2 separate regions of the Mus musculus genome follow, and region 1 is linked to region 2. A link is a contact called in public HiChIP or PLAC-seq data. All regions are on one chromosome and are shown on one strand. The core of a region is the stretch at or near the end of the contact, and the rest is flanking DNA. Distances in the headings are between cores, read along the strand shown.

The links. HiChIP or PLAC-seq counts read pairs in DNA pulled down with a chosen protein or histone mark.
Region 1: an H3K4me3 HiChIP or PLAC-seq map of embryonic stem cells shows a contact between it and region 2, with 5 times the contacts expected there. The contact joins the promoter of Apela here to the promoter of Klhl2 in region 2. A contact is called at or near these places in 2 of 115 datasets of contacts at active chromatin or transcription factors (embryonic stem cells and extraembryonic endoderm stem cells).

The regions. Positions count from the first base shown.
Region 1 is chr8:65,035,970-65,039,808 of GRCm38.p6, reverse strand. It overlaps Apela (apelin receptor early endogenous ligand), which reads left to right and starts at 2,473. Exons shown (of 4, transcript NM_001297554.1): 1 at 2,473-2,528; 2 at 2,666-2,919. The coding sequence starts at 2,844.
Region 2 is chr8:64,847,880-64,852,053 of GRCm38.p6, reverse strand. It overlaps Klhl2 (kelch-like 2, Mayven), which reads left to right and starts at 2,130. Exons shown (of 15, transcript NM_178633.3): 1 at 2,130-2,421. The coding sequence starts at 2,396.

The sequences.
Region 1 (3,839 bases), core at 1,224-3,723, 190 kb before region 2:
GTTTTTTTAAGATAAGGGTTTTTTCTGTGCCCTGGTTGTCTTGGAACTGGCTCTGAAGTCCAGGCTGATCTCAAACTCACAGAGATTGCCTGCCTCTGCCTCCCAAATACTGGGATTAAAGGTGGGTGCCACCAGGCCCAGCCTACCCTTATTGTTATACTGGCTTTTGTAAGCTACTTTTAAGATAGCATCTAGAATTCGAACATTAAAGAAGAAACTAGAACAAAACGGCTGAAAACTCAGATCATGGAATTGACCCTATCCACTCTTCTTTCTTAGCTATCAATTCCTTCATCAAGGAAGCAGGGAGAATAATAAATACTTTAACTACTTTGATCTCTCTTCCCTCCCTCCCTCCCTCTCCTCCTCCCCTTTCCTCTTCATCCTCCTCTTCTGGGCAGTTTCCAAGACTTAGACCTTGCCTGTCTTATCCTTTTGTTCCCCTTAAACTCTAATAAAATGATCCTTGAGCTTCCTTTTATCCATTCTACTTTAAAATTCTTTTATTGATCAGGCTAAGAATTCATGAAAGGGAACCCCAGTTTCTCCAGAAAGAACAGGGTCTCTCTATAATCTAAGCTGGCCTGGAACTCCCTATATAGTCCAGAATGGCTTCAAACTCATCAATAACAGCCTGGACTCTGTCTCCTAGGTGTTGGGCCACCACACATGAGAATTTCCCTTAAATCAACACTTGCTGTTTAGCTAAGGCCATTATTTCAACTATAAAAGACTATACTAGGGCTTAAAATACAGCTTGGTCGTTAAGAGTACTTACTACTCTTCCTGACGGTATGAACTGTGTTCTCTGTACCAGTGTCAGGGGATCCAACGCCCTCTTCTTACCTCCTTGGACAGACACACACACACACACATACACACAGTTCTTTGTTTTTGTTTTTGGTGGGGTTTTTTGGTGTTTGTTTCTTGTTTTGAGACAGCATTTCTCTGTGTAGACTTGGCTGTCCTGGAACTTGCTCTGCAGACCAAGCTGGCCTCAGATTCTCAGATTAACCTGCCTCTGCCTCCTGAATACTGGGATTAAAGGTGTGTGCTACCACATCTGGCTTATACCTTAAAATTTCTTTTAAAAACAAACAAAAAGCCCAACAACAATAACTATAAAACAGGTCTGGAGAAATGGCTCAGCAGTTAAGAGCAGGTGCTGCTCTGTCAGGGGACCTGAGTTCATTCCAGCACACACACAGGGGCTCACTACTGCCTGTAACTACAGCTCAGGGGACCTGATGTCCTCTTCTGGACTCTGTGGGCACTGCATACGCACGGTGCTCAGACATACATGCAGGTAAATAAATAAATAAATAAATAAAATCTATCTATCTATCTATCTATCTATCTATCTATCTTCTATCATCTATTTTTGAGATAGGGTTACTCTCTTATATAGCCTTGGCTGTACCAGTACTTGCTATGTAGACCAGGCTGTCCTGGAACTCACAGAGATATGCCTGCCTATGTCTTTTGAGTGCTGGGATTAAAGATAGGTGCCACCACATTTAATAATTAAATAATTAAAAAAAATTTTTTTAAGAATTTTTTAAAGTTCTGTATAATCTGGAATAGCTAGGCAGATATGGAATTGTACAGACTAATTTGTAAAATCAAAATAATTTTTGCATTTCAAACCTTAAGAAGCCCAAGATTGTGTGTGACCACCACCTGACTTTAAAGATGCCAAAATGGAACAAAATTCCTGACAATTCACAACCGCTTACATGTGCTTGGGTCTACTTATCTGTCAGAGTATAGCTACATAGCCTTCTTCATTAGAATAATTACAATACTTCTCAGATCCAACAGTCTTGTATTACAGGTAAGAAAGCCCTCAGACAGGAGATGCGGGTGGATGTGCAAGACAAAAACTAGACTCCTTTTGTTTCTTCTGACTGTTTAGAAACCAGCTACAACATTCTTTCTCCATCTGCAATCTGGTCTCCGTGCCGGTGACGTTTACCTGACACGCCACCACTTACAAGTTTACAGCAGAGCATTTTATGTCTGTGGCTTGCCTGAACTCCCTTTGAAAAACTCTTGAATGTTTGCAGATGAAAATGACCTTCATCACTTCTTAAATTGCACTTAAATGAAAAGATAAACATTTCACAGATTTACTTCTGAACCTTCTAAACTCCAGGAATCTCTGATGGTGGGAACCCACACACATTAAGCCATTTGGAGATTTAATATAAATAGGCGCTACTTTGTAGTAACTCTGGCAAAGAGGAAGCGCTCCAACCCAGAGTCCATACAAAGCATTTGGGAATCCCTCAGTTAGAGCTCTAGCATTCCTTCTGCAAGAGGACACAAGGGAGACTTCCCGTCCTCTCCACTGCTTCCTGCATGTGGGATCAATATGGGCAATGCAAAGCTTAAACAGATTGCAATGGAGGGGAGCGGAGGCAGGCAATGCTTCGTTTTGCATAGTTCTTCGTAAACAGATTGAATTGGAGTGACTCTCCTTGGAGCTTTGCAGAGACTTCCCGCTTAAGTTACTGCGTGCCTGAATGGTCCATTTCACCAATATTTGCTTATGGAAATAAGGGGGAGTGGCAGGGAGCCGCGGAGAGGGATGGAGGAGGGGCTTGAGGCTTGGGAGCTCTGGAGTACCAGTAACCTTGTCTGATGTGATCATTAACCTTTTCAGGAAAAGGCAGCTGGCAGCCCTCTGAGTTCTGGCCATAGGATGTGGGGTGAGCCGGACAGATACTGCGATTTACAGACGATTTCTCTACTTGAAGAGCTATTGTTCACTTGCGTGTAAGAAAAAAGAAAAACAAAAGGAAAGAAAAAGAAGAAAAGAAAAAAGAGAAAGAAAAGAAAAGATGCGATTCCAGCCCCTTTTTTGGGTATTTTTTATTTTTGCCATGAGTCTCCTTTTTATCAGTGAACAGAAACCAGGTAGGTTTTTGAAATAACTGGCTAGGGTAACTTGTTTGTTTGCCTGTTTGTGCTTCTGGGTCTCTAAATGTGCTTATGCTGAGAACTATTTGGGTATACTTACAGTTAATAGGACTGAGGAAAATATATAGGATTTCTGAAGTACATTTAGCAATCTCATTGTGGGATACTATTTGGACATTTTAAAATATTGTTATGTATTTTACAATTATTTTTCCAAGAAAATAATTCTCAAAACTATTATCCATACAAGTAAATAGATGGGAGAATGTTGGTCTACTAATAAACCTAGATTTTTTTTTAGGTAACATGCAAAATCTAAGCAGATTATCAAGAGAGCATGCATGTTGCTGATTGGAGGAGGGCATTGTAAGTTGAGGTAGCCAAAATCATGATGTAACAATGTAAAATGATAAAACTGGCCCACTGACTGCCTGCCATCTCTGGTTATTTAATTACACAAGACAAGGTTTTGTTTATTTGTTTGTTTATTACTGTTTGGTTTTTTTATCATTATGACGTTTAAGGCAAAACTGTAAAAGGTATGTTGTCAGCGTTAAGTTTTCTGACACATAAAGTTGAAGGGTCAAGTTTCAACCAAAAGATGACAATAGTCATTATCCAAGGGTGTCAGTACAGACGTGATAAAATGTTCCTTTAGTTAGACGGAAGATGGAGTGTCTTGGCTGAAAAGTCAGCCGCTGCTTTTAATTAGGACTTTGATTGCTCTGAGGTTATTCAAATCATTCTTTTTACATACATAAGGGGAAAAAAAGTTACAAGGTCCTTCTTTACTGCCTATAGTAATCGCTACTCAATCCAAAAAATAAAATTCGGATCTCTAGTTTTCTAAAATATAGAGTATCCTGGACGGTGTTCTTGTAAAACAACTTACATTAATTCCTTAAAGAAGTGTGAGA
Region 2 (4,174 bases), core at 881-3,380:
TACTTGTAATTACATCTCCAGGTAACCCAATCTACTTTTCTGGCCTCCTTGGGCACCTGCATGATTGTGTGAACATCACAAAAATAAGCACTCTTCTGGGTTTACTTCTACAAATGGAGTGGTGATAAAAAAAAATAGACATTTAGAATATTAGCAGAAAATTGTGATGGACAAAGATGAACCAGAGGAAGATCTAATGGGGGCTATGACTCAAAGTATGTGCCTCGCACACTGACACACCCTTTAGAAATTATTATTATTATTATTATTATTATTATTATTGCTTTTCAATGCTGCGATTGAATCCAGAGCTATGTATTTGCCAGGCACTATCACTGAGCCATAGCCCCCTCTTTAATTTATTTCAACTTGTTATGAGACAGAGTCCAACTAGGTTGCTAAGGCATAGTTTTCGAACTCATTCTGTACCAGGCTTACCTTTTGCTAGTGAGCTTGTATGTGCTTCACATCCACTTTCTCATCCGACTTTTGCTTTATAAAGCAGGAACTTTTCTTATGGCTCAGACAGATCCATCACGAATCCTAAGGAAGTATTATTAGTGATGGATCTGTCTGAGCCATAAGGAAGTCATCATGCAGGCCCTCCGCATGGCAAATCAGTAATGGCCTAACGATGCAGAGATATTAATCACGGCAAGGCATATTTTCTTTATTAAAACAAGTCACCACTGAGCACCCTTTCTTGGCCTCCTGAGTGCGGGGATTATAAGCACACACCAACACTTTTGCAATTATTTTATTTAAGTACTTATTGGCAGTGCTAGGGATGGAGCCTTGTGCTCCCTCAGGCAAGCACTCCGTTCGTGTGATGCTGGAGTGGCCCAGGGATCATGTCTTGGTCTTTTCTGTAGCTACATTACAGAGCTTATTTCAACTAGTCTTGTGACTGTACATACGATCTACATGGGTCAACTTCCAAATTTAAGTTCACTCCGGACGCTACTTCTCCTGAAGCCTAATCCATCGGAATTCTTACTGAGCACTTTATCATCTAGAATCTGACCACTTCTTTCAATCCCTCTGACTCCAGTTCAGCCATCTTTCTTTTGTATTTTGGCTAGACTAAACTTGCCTGCTCCCTTCCCTCCGCGAGTGTATCACTTATACAACTAACGGTAACCATTTGGCCAGTAATGGTCTAGTACTGCCTCAGTTACAGTAAGTAGAGAGTCTCAGACCTTGCCTTCCTTCAAGCCTGGAATCCTGGCTCTACCCCGAGGGTGCCTAGACAGTAAGTTTGGAGTGGAACTGAAGAATTCCCATCTCTAAGTTCCCAGGTGTTTCTTCCGCTAGCAGGCATTGGTGGAGAATTCGGAACCCTCCTGCCTTTTCTCAATGTGACAGGCATCTTGCTGACAGGGATCTTCACTGATTTTGCCTTAGCCCTGGACATTCACCCACCCCTTGAGTGGTTCAAGGTTCATGTTAATTCATCTTTGTTTAACTGATACCCCAAGAGGCCTTCCGGACCGTTCCTCATCAAACAGCACGCCCTATCTCACCGCCGTTTCTTCTTCTTCCCAGTGGACATCCTGGGCTCATTGTTTCTCTTATCACGTCCAGATGGGCAGCTAGCTAAGCTAAACGACCCACGTTTGCTCAGTCACGTCCCCAAGCTCAGCCTAGCAGGTGCTCAACTCAGTTGTCCAAGGACCAGATTAGGAACACCCAGGAAAGACGCCCGCTAGCTTCGGGCTTGGGACACTGGTCAGGCCGATCTATCTCGTCTTGCCTCGGTTTCCCCCTTCGGAAAGGCAGTGAATGGTCTGCCCTCCCCCGCATCCCCACGGGGGTGGGGGAGGCACTCGGACGCCAAGACAAGGATGTGAACACACCGGTGAATCAGAGCAAGCGGTGCACCGGAGAGCACCCCTTCCGCGCGAGCCCTCCCCGCCTCCGAGCTCCCAGCCTCGGCCCCGGGTCTACTCCCTCCCCCGCGGGCGCGCGCTCGCCCGTCCGCCCGCCGCCTCCTCCTCCAGACGCCGCGGAGGAAGGGGCGGCGCCGAGGGAGGGGTCCCTCCGCCGCGGGAGGCCGCAGCGCCCGCCCGTCACGGCGCCGGCGCCGGCCGGGAGAACCCGGAAGTGGCCGAGCAGCACGCTCGCCCGCTCGCCTGTCCCGCCGCCGCCGCCGCCGCCGTCGCCGCCCGGCACTCGGGGGAGCGCGGGAGCCGCGCCAGGCACACGAGCGCGCGGGGCCGACGGGCCATGGCCGCGGGGGCCGCCGCCGCAGGTGGTGGCGCGCGGTGAGGAGCGCTGCGCCCCCTCGGGGCGGATGGAACGGGGCTGGGCGGGCGGACAGTGCCGGCGTCCGCGGCTGGTATGGTGCTGGCGGCGGCGGTCGCTGCCTGCGTTCTGAAGCCCGCGAGGAGCCACAATGGAGACGCCGCCACTGCCTCCCGCGTGAGTGAGCGGGCGCCCGGGCGCGCGGCGGAGGGCTGTACGGTTGCGGAGGGCGCGCGGCGCTGCGGAGGACACGCCGCGATCGCGGGGGGTGGCGGGCGAGGGGAGGCGCGGGGCGTGACGGGGCGCGGCGCCCGCAGTCCGGGGGGCGACCGCGGGACCGGACTCTGCCAGGCCGGCCGGCCGTGGGTAGGGGCTTCTTAGTCCCGGGGCGAATTGAACGTTCGGGATGGAGCTGTGCGTGGGGCTTGGCGGGGTGTGCGCGCGCGGGGAGTGGTGGTGGTGGTGGTGGTGGGCTACGATCGCCCTGTCGGTACCCCACCTCCCCCCTCCCCGGAATGCATGGGCTGCTGCTGCCCATCTCGCCTACCCCTTGCTAGTAGGGAGCGAGAGGAAACTGGAAAGTACCAGACGCCTGGAGTCTAAAATGAATGCAATCTGAGGTTGCTTGCTTCTTGGAATTTCTAATAAAATTAATATCCAAGGAGCTTTTACATCACTCCAAATGAGCTGCGGCCGTTTTAGGGCATGTGATCTCCTACCTGGCACTGCAGAAAATCTTTTATCCAGAAATCAGAGCATCTCTCGTTCCCTTGGTACCCGGGGCACGTTGGTAGTGTTACCGACCTGTTAGGCACAGGTGTCTTTTTTCCTTGGTGCCCAAGTGCATTCAAGATCACCTGCAACAAAATTACTTTCTAGAAATAAGAGCTTTAAAGAAAAAAATCATGTGGAAGATGTTATTCTGTACAAGGATTTTTGTTTTTTGAAAAAGTGGCCTGTAAATCTTCGGGAGTTTGAACGTTTCGTCCTCCCCACCCCCACTCCCACCCCACGCCACCTTCATCAGTTTAACCTTTATGAAGGAGTACAGAGTCCTTTGGATCTGACTTTCAAACCGCAGACAAACCTCTCTCCAAAAAGGGTGAACCTTTTCATTCGATCTGATTCATGGAACCTTATCGGTTTTCAATGAGATTCGGCTAGCCAGTTTCCTTCTATCACCGTTGTCGTCACCAGCCTCTTGTGCCTATTTGGCAGGATTCCAGCTAAAATAAGGATATTTGGTTTGGGCTGAACATTTCTTTTTCTTGTTCTTTTTGTATTTTGTATTTTGAGTCCTTTTATGAGATCACATGGGATGATAGATCCACAGTTTCTGTATGTGCAGTGTTTTGAGCTTGAGTGGAACAGGTCGTGGGGATCTGAAGAGTGGGTGAGTCTTGGCTTGCCCCTTCTGGGCTCATAGAAATGATAGAAAAAGCAAGGGATCAGATGCTTTGCAGATGGTGGCAGCTTTGAGGCTCTGATCTGCTCACGCTCCCCAGAAGGTTGGGAAAGCTTCCTGAGCCCCCTGGGAAACATGTTAGCAGCCCCCCCACCCCCCACCTTGGAAGCAGAGTGAACTGGAGAGAACCAGGGGACCTTAGGATGAAGGTTCAGAAGAAAAAAAGATGGGTGTGGAAAACAGACCCTAGAGCAAGCCAAGGCATAGAAAATGGTTTAAGTCGGAAAACTGAATAAGATGAGCAGCTCTGTTCTTTTGCTATTGTTGCTTCGATTGTAGTTCTGGAACTAGATTGGAGGCTTGAGGTAGTGGAGGAATCCCGGGGTGCTGAGGAGGAAACAGTTGTAGCCTTGCAGTCGCTGGAAAGCTGCTAAGACCTCTGCATTGTTTGTGTGCACTTAATTAAAGCTACAAAGACATTTAATTTGCATTGGGTAGGTCCAAGACTCAAGCCCTCTTCTAGAG